Regions from separate parts of the Danio rerio genome. Here region 2 is linked to region 1. A link is a contact called in public Hi-C data. All regions are on one chromosome and are shown on one strand. The core of a region is the stretch at or near the end of the contact, and the rest is flanking DNA. Distances in the headings are between cores, read along the strand shown.

Region 1 (6,289 bases), core at 1,907-4,406:
TCATTAATCAGATATATTTATTAAAAATAATATTTTAGTCACCAAACATTTTTAGTAATTGACAGATAATACAATTAAATTTGAGCAAAATATTGAAAAAAAAATTACAGCCTACTAAATTTTAACAAAAATTTTCTATTTTTATTGCTTCTCTTGAACTTTCCTCTCTTTAAAATGTATATTTAATATTGTTTTTTAAAACATAAGGTGGGTGTACTAGTTTTTGGACATTTATCCTAAGTTATTTTGTTAGATAAGCTCCAGATTTGGCTTTAGTACTGACTAATCTAATGCATATGCACAAATATAAGATTGTATAGATTCCTATTTAAAAAAATGAGTTTAAAAGAGAGATTTGTGAGACGTGCACCTTTCGTTAAACTGCTTTGTAACTATAATTATTGTGAAAAGTGTTCTACAAATAAAATTGAATTGAATATTTCTTTTGATCCACCATGACTGATTCCATGCTGAGTAGTAAATGTTACGGATATGAAAAAAACATTATTAATAATATGTTAATAATCTTGTTATTATTCATTGTTCAAAAGTCTTTTCTCTTAACTTTTTATATTGCTTTTAACATTCTATTCCAGGTATAGGTGTAGAATTCATAGAGACCCCAAGCAAAAGCAACATTAAAATCCTCGAAAGTAGCCTACACCTTTGTAAAACTGCTTTAGAATGATAATTATGGTGAAAAATGATGTGCAAATAAACTTCAATGTAATTTAATATTTTGTTGATGCACCATGGCTGATTCCACGTCCTGTGATAATTGTATACACACAAAATATGTTAATAATATGCTAATAATTTGTTATTATTTAATGTTCAACTATCTTTTCTCTTATTATTTTTAAAATTCTATTCCATTGCTATTAGAGTTCATAAAGACATCAAGCGAAAGCAACAATAAATCCTTGAAAGTAGCCTACACCTTTTGTTAAACTGCTTTGGAAGATAATTATAGTGAAAAATTCTATATAAATTAACTTTAATTTATTCATTCATTTTCTTTTCGGCTTAGTCCCTTTCTTAATCAGTGGTTGCCACAGCGAAATGAACCGCCAACTTATCCAGCAAATGTTTTACACCCTTCTAGCTGCAAATCATCACTGGGAAACATCCATACACACTCATTCACACACATACACTACGGACAATGTAGCCTCCCCGAATTACCTGTAACACATGTCTTTGGACTTGTGGGAAAAACCTGAGCATCCGAAGGAAACCCATGCCAACATAGGGAGAACATGCAAACTCCCCAGAAATGCCAACTGACCCAGCCGGGGCTCGAACCAGTGACCTTCTTGCTGTGAGGTGATCGTGCTACTGACCATGCCTCCCATAAACTTCAATGTAATTGAATATTTTTTTGTTGCCCCATGACGCACTGTGGTTAATGTTTTACACAATATATGTTAATAATTTGTTAATAATCGTGTTATTATTCACTGTTCAGCAAACTTTTCTCTTAATTTTCAGATTACTTTTAACATTTTATTCCATAGCTATAGTGTAGGTGTAGAGTTCATAAATACATCAAGCGAATGCAACATCGAGACCTGGAAAGTAGCGTACACCTTTTGTGAAGCTGCTTTGGAAGGATAATTATGATAAAATTATATGCAAATAAACTTTAATGTAGTTTAATATGTTTTTGATGCCCCATGGCACACTGTGGTTAATGATATACACAATATATGTTAATAATATGTTAACAATCGTGTTATTATCATATTACTTTTAACATGGTATAGAGTTTGTTGCAACATTGGCTCATTCAAGCAAACATTAACACATCAAAAATAGCCTACACCTTTTGTAAAACTGCTTTGGAATGATAATCATGGTGAAAAATTATATGCTAATAAACTTTATTGTAATTTAAAATGTTTTTTATGCCCCATGGCTGAGTCCACACATTCTAATAAATATATACACATTATATATGTTAATAATTGTGTTATTATTCACTGTTCACCAATCTTTTTTTCTTAATTTTTAGATTATTAAGTTTTAATCCATAGCTATTGGAGTACAGTTCATAAAGACATCAAGCGAAAGCAACATTAAGACCTCGAAAGTAGCCTACACCTTTAGTTAAACTGCTTTGGAAGCATAATTATGATGAAAAATGATAAACAAATAAACTGTAATGTATTTTAATATGTTTCTAATGCCCCATGGATGATTTCACACACTCTGATAAATGTGTACACACAGCATATGTTAATAATATGTTAATAATCTTGTTATTATTCACTGTTCAGCAATCTTTTTTTTTTTTCAGGATTTCAGATTACTTTTAACATTCTAATCCATAGCTGTAGGAGTACATTTCATAGAGACATCAAGCGAATGCAACATTAAGACCTTGTAAAGTAGCCTAGACCTTTTGGTAAACTGCTTTGGAAGCATAATTATGATGAAAAATCATATGCAAATAAACTTTAATGCAATTTAATATTGTTGATGCCCCTTGTGGTTAATGTTACACACAATATATGTTAATAATATGTTAATTATCTTGTTATTATTCATTGTTCAACAATCTGTTCCCTTTATTTTCAGTTTACTTTACACATTATATTCCATAGCTATACCGTAGGTGTAGAGTTCATAAAGACATCAAGCAAATGCAACATTAAAACCTGGAAAGTAGCCTACACCTTTTTTAAAGCTGCTTTGGAAGGATAATTATGATGAAAAATGATATGCAAATGAACTTTAATGTAATTTATTAATTTTTGATGCCCCATGGTGCTCTGTGGTTAATGTTATACACATTATATGTTAATAATTTGTTAATAATCTTGCTATTATTCATTGTTCAACAATCTTTTCTCTTAATTTTCAGATTACTTTTAACATTCTAATCCGTAGCTTAAAGTATAGAGGTGTAGTTTAAGCGAAAGCACTCAAACCTCGAAAGTAGCTTACTGTTAATACACAGATGCGAATCCATACGCTGCAAACAAGTGGGTTAGAAAGTATAAACAGAGCCAGCGCTGTTTCCCATTGGAGGAGGGCATGGACGTGTCCTGTGAGGTCATCCCCATGGATGTGGGAGAAGCTGCGGGATGACGCCACCCTCTCGCTCCGCCCTGCTGCAAACTCGACGCTCGCGTTCATTTCATTCCTGCTCTCATTCCGAGCATTCTTCGCATCTCTATCGGTGCGGCGGAGATTCCCGTTCACATTCCGGCCGGCCCCAAAACACAAGAATAACTTTACACAGTTTGCAAAAAAACTATACAAACCCACACTAGAACAAAACAAAGGGGCCGAACTTAAATTTTGATATAAATAAAGCGGACGTTAAGGTAAGTTTTAAGGTAATTAGCCCTTTAACGGCTTGAGATCAAACGGTTTTTCTGGATTAAGTTAAAGCAGACGAGCAAAATACAAAGTGTATTGCGCGATTATGACTATTGATAGGCATGTAGCAAGAGGGGTCGGGCTCAAAGTATCTTTTCAATGGGATTTAGTTCGACGCTGCAGCAACAGGGTGCTTTCACTTTGTCCACTGACTCAGTCTGACATAGCAGGGAAAATCTTTGACATTTTTCACATTTTTGCTAAAGAAGCTGACCTTGCGCGCTCGTACTCTGCAGTAAGTCCCGTGCAATTTACACCCGAAACAATACGCGTCGTTTTGGGGAACATTTTTTTGGACATTGATTATTGCATGAAAAGAATTTTGGACAAGATGACGGATCCAAATGTTGCTGTTTTCTCCTCCATAGTTGGCTACGCTGCACATTTCGGAGCGCCGCACAAATATAGCGCGGAGAGACTTGTTGCTCGCGTATCTTTGGCGTTTATTCACCAGCTTCTGGTCGGATCTTAACCGTAAGTACACATTTGACTTTTTTCTTCTCTTTCATTATCTGACTTGCGTCAACTCTCGGCATCTTTATTCACTTGTTTTACAGTGTTGGTTTAATCTTTGGCTGTGCCATAAACACTTCACATCCTTTAGCCTATTTGTGTGGTTTATTTTAAAAACAGCGACTTGTTTAGTCATAACTTTAAAGACTCCTTTACTCTAGAGAAACTTTAGCTTGCTGAGCTTATGCAATTGTAAAAAGTAACTCATTTGTCTGTTCAACGCATTTATGTTTTAATCCCACAAGTTGTTGACATTGCTTTTAGTGTATTAGCCTGTTTCGGAAAGATTACATGGGAGAATCTGGCTGCTATTCCTCTGTCATTTCCTTTGTTGGGATTGCCCGCCCTGTTTCTGCAGGACTAATGTCGTGCCTCGGCGTGTTGCATTTAGGGTTTATAAACAGTAATAGCATTTCAAATGCTGCGTGTCACTTACAGTATGTGTTTTAAATCCTGAAACGCTGTTTCATCACTAGGAATGAAACTATGAAGGACGGTAACAGCGGGACGGGACGTAGCTTAGCTTAGCACTTCATCAGTGACTAGCTTTACAACTCCACTAACTATCCAGGCTTTTACATAATCGCACACTATTCAGTATTATTATATAATGGTTTACGTTTTTAAACATGGCATTGTCATTTTGAGAATGAATTATTCAACTATGAAATCAATCATCTGCACCTCCAGCTGCTTAAAACCTTCACTTTTTAATATCAAACTGCTTTTGTATAATCAATTGACTCATACCTTATAACACATCACAGGTATTACTATTGTAATACAATTATATCTTGATATTAGTCACATATTTCTTCAACTTGATTACATTACGGCCCCATAATAGTTCATTACAGTTTAACAATGGAAGCCATGAAAACACAGCTGGAAAAATTCAAGTTAATTTAATTCTTTTTTATTTCTATAGCGCTTTTACAATGTAGATTGTGTCAAAGCAGCTTCACATAGACGATTATAGTAAATTGAAACAGTGTCAGTCCAGTTTTTAGTGTTGAGGTTCAGTTCAGTTCAGTGTGGTTTAATCACTGCTGAGAGTTCAAACACTAAAAAGCAAATCATGTAATAGCAAAAATGTCAGCACTTTTTTTTTTACACTAAAATCTACTCTTTAGTTTTATTTAGTTAAACTGACTGTAGGAGATTAGCCAATTCAAAGTCATTTTCAATCAGATGTCAACAAACATTAATGTCCTAAATTTTAAACAGTCAGCAATGAGTCGACTATAAACATACAAATAAAAAAAACACATTTTCAGTGCACATTTTCACTTTCTGAATCATATAAAAGCATCATTTTTTTTGTCTTTCAAATGTTCAAGATTTAAAACTTTTCTTAACTCATTAAATTCTTAAAAGGAAAACAAGTTTCTCTATTGTGTGTTTTTGGGGAAAGACCTCCTTTCTTCCAGTTAATTGTCGTCTTATATTTCCCATTGACCCTTTTATAAAGAAGGGTCCGAGCGGCACAATGCGTTGCTTGTGTCCTCTAACTGGGCCATTATTATCACATACTACAGTAAACAGATTGACTTCTATCAGATGTAACCCCTGACATACTGTACTACAGCGATGAGAAGCAAATCAGTTTTTTCGTGTATGTGTGTGTGTGTGTGTGTGTGTGAAAAATAGGCTTAGCAATAAGCACTTTGTGCTCAGTGTGATGCAGCACATAGACCTGTTGAACACACGCGCTTGCTTGACATTTTCAAGAGAGAGAATGAAACGCTGAACTCATCAGTTGATGTTGAACATCTGACTCTTGATCAGATGTAGTTTATAAAACAGAGGAACCATATCAAAGTATTCATTAGCTACACCTAAAAAGGAAACCAGAGTAGAAGTGCTTTTTTTTGACGTTAGAAAGTTTTAGTCTTAGCCTTTACTATGTGTTGTCAGTTAGTATGTTGATGATTTGTGTTAAGCAGGTTGATTAAGAGGCTTTATTATTATTATTATTATTATTATTATTATTATTACCTTTATTTTACCAGGAAAGACACATTAAGACTAAAATCTATTTTATAAAAGCATCCTGGCCAAGATTAGGCAGTATACAAGTCGCATGGCTCTAACAGACAACAAACAAAATGCAATTAACAGTTAACATGAATCACACATTGACAAACAAACTTATTAAAACATCTGCAAGCCTGTGTTTCAATTTCTAGATCATTTATTTATTTTTAAAAGCATTCAGTGAGCAATAAATCAGTTTAAAACTTTAAACTGCAACTTGGTTTGTAGATTATTCCAAGCAAAAGGTGCTGCGTATTTAAAGCCCTTCTCAGTCTCGTCTCACTCCGCACTTTAAGATCACAATAGTCATATATATAGGCTGCTGCTGTATTATTATTGTTATTATTATTAT
Region 2 (6,455 bases), core at 984-3,483, 150 kb after region 1:
GACCCAGCCGAGGCTCGAACCAGTGATCTTCTTGCTGTGAGGCGACAGCACTACCTATTTCAATATTCTTTAAAATATCTTGGTATTTTGGTATAATCTACACCTCTCTGCCAAGTGTTTAGAACATAGGGCTGCTTGATTTTGGGAAAAATCATAATCACGATTATTTTGGTCATAATTGTAATCACGATTATTCAAAACGATTATCTGTTGGATAATGAGGGAAAGATCGTCAATAATGGGCAGAGCTTTCCACCTCTGATGACTAGTACAAAAGGGAGAATGTCAATCAAAGTGTTTCTGTAGACCGTTTTTATCAAGTTTGCCTATAAAAGACAAAACTAATTTATTTTTACCATTAGAAGCTGTTTAAATTCACAGTCTGTTGCCACATAACTGTGTTTAAGCCCCTTATAAAAGTGATTTTTGGATAAAAGGTGCGCTTTAATCTTTAAGTTTGATCTTGAAAGTCTCCACTAGATGGCGGTTGTGTTGTAAATGGTGTATACTGCTGGTTCTGTTCTGTTCTTGGTTCTGATGCAGGTTTATTTTGTATGTAAGTGTTTGAAAACACTTTATACCTTCACATACTAAAAGCTGCAATCTCATTGGTTGATAGGCCGACTTGAACTGCAACATTCAGGATGAGACCGGAGCTTTCTATGGAGTGACCAGTCAGTATGAGAGCCCGGAGAACATGACCATCACCTGCTCCACAAAAGTGTGCTCGTTCGGCAAACAGGTGGTGGAGAAAGTGGAGGTAACTTCTAAGTTAAATACTATACCACACTGTAACAAATTGCTGTAAAATGTACAGTACAACTGGCAATTTTGGTTCCCAGTAATACATGTCCAAGTGCACTTGTGAATTGTGCTGAAAACTTCATTTACAATGCCCTTCAAATCTGCCCACTGGCCTCTGTCCATCCTCCTAACCATCCCCATATCATAATTGGCTTCATCACTTTGTCTCCTCTCCACCAATCAGCTGGTGTGTGGTGTGCAGTCTGGCAAGCCACACAAAAAATGTCTTAAATCTTAAAATGTATTAAATCTCCAAAACAAAATTTTAGGTCTTAAAAAGCCTTATTACGTTTATTAAATTATATATATTTTTGATAGGGCAAATCAAAATCTTTTGTAAAACTTCTTAGTGTTTAGGCCCTGTATGAGTCTAAAATTTCATTCATAATATTCTTTAAAAGTCTTAAATTTGACTTTGTGAAACCTGCAGAAACCCTTTTTAAACATTACTTGTATTTATTTATTTAAATATCTATTTAATATTAATGTAAATATTCCTTATTTTTAGCAGTTGTGCAATGTTTTAATTTTTAGCTAATTTTATAAAAAAATTATTGAATTTTATTTTATTATATATTTAATATTTTATTTTATTATTTTAATAAATATAAAATTTTTATTATATATTTTATTAAGTATATATATATATATATATATATATATATATATATATATATATATATATATATATATAAATATATAATATTTTATTTTTTATATTACATTTTAATTTTTTATATATTGCATTATATATTTTATTTTATTATATATTGTATTATATATTTTATTTTATTATATATTGTCTTATATATTGTATTTTTCATTATTTTATTTATTATTATATATTTATTTTTTATTTTATATATATATATATATTTAATTTATTTGAAATATTTTTTATTATATATTGTATTATATATTTTATTTTGTTTTATTGTATATTGTATTATATATTTTGTTTTTTATTATATTAAATTATATATATATATATATATATATATATATATATATATATATATATATATATATATATATAAATATATATGTATATATATATATATATATATATATATATATATATATATATTAGATATATTATTTTGTTTTATTATATATTTTATTATATTATATTTTTTATTTTATTATATATTTAATTTTTTATTATATATTTTATTTTATTAATCTCTTCTTTTTATTTATTTTTTATTATATATATTTTTTATTAATCTCTTCTTGTCTATCCCCCCAGACGGAGTACGCTCGCTTCGAGAATGGCCGTTTTGTGTACCGAATAAGTCGGTCTCCCATGTGTGAATACATGATCAACTTCATCCACAAACTCAAACACCTGCCAGAGAAGTACATGATGAACAGCGTCCTGGAGAACTTCACCATCTTATTGGTGAGTCTGCATGTCCATCATTAATGATCCAACCAATCACTGAGCTCTCCAAGTGCAGGGAGACAAGCTAGCATTCCTGGGATTCCTGTGGCGCTGTGCAAAGCCTGATAATCTCTTGCTTTCTCCAACCCTCATACACACAGGGATTAGAGCCCTATTCACCCCTATAGCGAGGGTCTTACTAATGCACTTTCCCTGGGCTGTGACTCTCACCTGCGATGGGGGCTTTAGTTGTTGTTATTATAGTAAGACTGAGGGGAGACGTGTGTATATGTGTACTGTATGTGGATTTGAAGAGTGGAGGTGCTAGTATTAACAACAATCACAGGTGATCTGAGCACATACACGGCTAAATGCAGGTGTGAATAGGATCCAACATGTTGGAAATTGTTTAAAGCACTTTTTTGAATAGTAATGTGTGTTTGTGTCAAACACGTTGCTCAATGTATCATTGCAAAAAAACAGGGCTTTAAACATGGTCATTTAAAAGTATGGCTTTTCCAGACAACTGATGAAAATACATAAATAAATAAATAAATAATCCAAAAAACTATTTAAATATTCATTCATTCATTCATTTTCTTGTCGGCTTAGTCCCTTTATTAATCCGGGGTCGCCACAGCGGAATGAACCGCCAACTTATCCAGCACATTTTTATGCAACGGATGCCGCAACCCATCCCTGGGAAACACACACACACACATTTATGCACTACGGACAATTTAGCTTACCCAATTCACCTATACCACATATCTTTGGACTGTGGGGGAAACCAGAGCACCCGGAGGAAACCCATGCGAATGCAGGGAGAACATGCAAACTCCACACAGAAACACCAACTGAGCCGAGGATCTATATATACAATATACAAGACTTTATTAAAAAGACATCCAGAAGCAAAATAATTAAAGGAAATTGAGTAAATAGAAATGCCACTTAAGAATCTGGCTTTTTTACTGGCAAATTAACCCGGGTTTTGGTAAAAACCCAAACAATACAAACAAAAATAAAACAAAACAAAAAATCTAAAAAATGAGTTCTGTGTAATAACAATGAAATAACACAAGGAGAAAGTCCTGAACTGCTGAAACGTATTTAGTACTTCTTATAAAAGGCTTTTTTGGTGATGGCAACTTGAAGACGCCTCTGATGTGGAGAATGAAGTCACATGCATAGCTCAGGTGTGAGTTTTTCAGACTTCAACAAGTGTCAAAATCTTGATGGTTCTGTGGGTCTCATCTATCAAATAAGAGCTTTATTTTGTATTCTCTATTGGACTCACTTCAGGTAATTGGCTGGGCCATTCTACAGCTTGCTTTTCTTTCTCTGAAAGCATTTAAGAGTTTCCTTGGCTGTGTTTTGGATCATTCTCTTGCTGAAATGTCCACCCTGGTTTCATCTTCATCATCCTGCTAATGTAGATGTTGGACTGAAGCAGATAATATTTATTTACAGTAAGGAAAGGCAGAGGATTGCTGAAGAACTACTGAGAGGTTTCAGCTGCTGTCTTTTCATGCCTGTCAGCACCTTCCCTTGTTTATGTGTTTAATACATTTCTCTGTGTCATTTCATTTCATTAAACTAAACTTCAATAAACTAATTAGTAAAGCTGTCACGATCCTCCAAATCCTCGATTCGATTACATTTTCGATTCTAAAGGCACGATTAGATTTTCGATTATGAATAATTAATTAATTAATGACCAATTAATTATTTGTAGCCTACCGTTTAAACTACCTGACCTGCATGGTCTTTGTTTTACCCATAAACAAATCATACAGTAAATTAATAAAGGCAAGATACACGCATAATTACCACCTGTCAATCACTTTTTCTGCGGTACTCGTGAATAGGCAGTGATCTGTGTCGTTATAATGGCGTCAGTAAAAAAGACGCACAACCAACAGAAACCAGCCAACAGTATCTGAGGTGTTCGCTAAAATGACTAAGTACAAGTGAGTGAAAGATTGAAGCAGTCTGTTTATCCTCTGACTGCCTGAACCTGCTCTCTCGAGCGCATGGCTGTGTCACGTGATGTGCATTTTCAGAGGTAGTGAGGAAGGAGGGCTGCTCAGAAATGCTACACGCCACTGTGGATGTCAAATCGTTGTCGTTCTAAAATGCCATTTAAAAACAAAGACAGTGTAAACAGGGCCTGAGTGTGTACTTTTCGCGAGCGGATTTGCAACGGGGGCGGGCGGAGGATCGCGATGCCGGTGTTGTCTATCGGACAAACCGTACTTAATACGTACATAGCAGAGCTTGCAAAACTGTGTTTTTTTTTGTCGACAACACGAACGTTGTCAACATAACTCACTGGAAATCCAAAATGCTTACACACCGGCGACTTCATTGAAAGAGGAGAGGGTTTAAGTTCTGTCGACGGGTCTCCTGCTTCTGCAGTTTAACAAGCACTTCAACTAGCCTGTTTTTTTCCCGCTTGGCAAGCCAAGCTGACGTGACATGGGGGCGTGGCAGCATCGACGATTCTATTTTTTGATTCGATAATCGAAATTGAGCATAAATTTCGATCGATTTCGATTAAAAATCGAAATCGTGACACCCCTACTAATTAGATTTGAAAGCATGGAATAATGAAGCTACAATTTCAGCTTTGCATCACAATAATATATGACTCTTTACAGCGTATTAAACGTTAAACAATTTTAAATTGTCATTTTCCACAACGCATTACTTAGTCAACAAAATGCAAACAAATAAGTCAGTGCAACAAATGATCTGTAAATATTTAATGATTACATATTGTTCACATTATAGCGTAATGACTGCAATACCTTTTGCATCTTAGCAAAGCGAATGGACCTCCAGATTGTGCTTAACTGCTCTAAATCTTCTGCAATAAACCCATCACCCACTCATATTTTAACAGTTTTGCTGTGACTTTGGCTTGAGTGTGAACAGTACAGTAATGCCACACTTCTCGCTCTGTTTCAGGTGGTAACAAACAGAGACACACAGGAGACCCTGCTGTGCATGGCCTGTGTGTTCGAAGTGTCAAACAGCGAACACGGAGCCCAGCATCACATCTACAGACTAGTGAAGGAATGAAGCAGCTCTTTCACACAGACTCTGGACCTCAGTACAGTGGCAGTGCCTCTAGCTCAACACTCACTCAAGATGATTTTACGTCACGTTTGGGTGATGCTTCTAATTATATATATATATATATATATAAATATATATTTTTTCTTTATTAATATGTGTTTGACGTTTAACTGCAGCTGTGAATCGCGGTACAGTTGTGTTTTGTTTTTAACGTGCGGGAAAGAATGTCTAAGAATGCAGAATCAACGTTCATTTGTAGACCTATAAAGCGACAGCATCATTCGACTTAAGGGCTGGGTTGAGTTTCACTGAATCAATCAAACGCCATCATTTCAGTTTTTTTTATTCTGAAAGGTACACAGATGCATACAAGTGCAGCCTTAAATGTGTGTGTGTGTCAGTGAGATGTTGATGTACAGTGGGAACGGAAAGTATTCAGACCCCCTTACAATTGTCACTCTTAATTATATTGCATCCATTTGCTAAAATCATTTAAGTTCATTTTTTTCCTCTATAATTTGCACACAGCAGCCCATATTGACAGAAAAAAACACAGAATAATTGACTCTTAAAGATTTATTAAAAAAGAAAACTGAAATATCACATGGTCCTACGTGTTCAGATCTTTCGCTCAGTATTTAGTAGAAGCACCCTTTTGATTTAATGCAGCCATGAGTCTTTTTGGGAAAGATGCAACAAGTTTTGCACATATGGATTTGGGGATCCTCTGCCATTCCTCCTTGCAGATCTTCTTCGGTTCTGTCAGGCTGGATGGCAAATATTGGTGGACAGCTGTTACGTAGCGAATTGCACCACGCTACGCACTTAAGGATAAGGATGACCGTCTATTAAAAGAGGTCACCCGGAGTCCCAGTTTCTGCTCCCCAAGCAAATACCCGTCAACCCTCTTGTTTTTCCCGGGATTCTCCCGTATTTTACAGTTCTATCCCGCTATCATCCAGTAAAGGTATTTTCCCATATTTCTCCAGTATTTTCAGTCTTTCAATGAAACGGTGGCAAGAAACATTTAAGAGCCGAGCCTCCCTATACGCAACCCATACCACCGAACCACCAGGGGCCGCCACTTGCTCTTCAATGTGAGTCTGTTCAGTGCTTTTGCTTCGTTTAGGCACAAAAACACTGAGAAATAAAAAAAAAAGGTGCGATTCCCTTTCTTTTTATT

The links. Hi-C and Micro-C count contacts between places; a contact is called where the count stands out from the background.
Region 2: a Hi-C map of embryo shows a contact between it and region 1, with 2.5 times the contacts expected there. The contact joins the enhancer-like site here to the promoter of tead1b in region 1. A contact is called at or near these places in 1 of 18 Hi-C or Micro-C datasets (embryo) and 2 of 4 datasets of contacts at active chromatin or transcription factors (embryo and gastrula embryo).

What each region holds. Positions count from the first base shown.
Region 1 is chr7:71,181,044-71,187,332 of GRCz12tu, forward strand. tead1b (TEA domain family member 1b) reads left to right here and starts at 3,157. Exons shown (of 13, transcript NM_001435835.1): 1 at 3,157-3,332; 2 at 3,756-3,861.
Region 2 is chr7:71,335,873-71,342,327 of GRCz12tu, forward strand. It overlaps tead1b (TEA domain family member 1b), which reads left to right. Exons shown (of 13, transcript NM_001435835.1): 11 at 620-760; 12 at 2,054-2,206; 13 at 5,162-6,455. The coding sequence ends at 5,275. Among named protein-coding and RNA genes, the nearest start is that of rassf10b, 24 kb to the right of the region's middle. Within about 2 kb of position 2,234, at least 14 of the 62 cell types and tissues checked have an H3K27ac peak or open chromatin away from gene starts, as enhancers often do.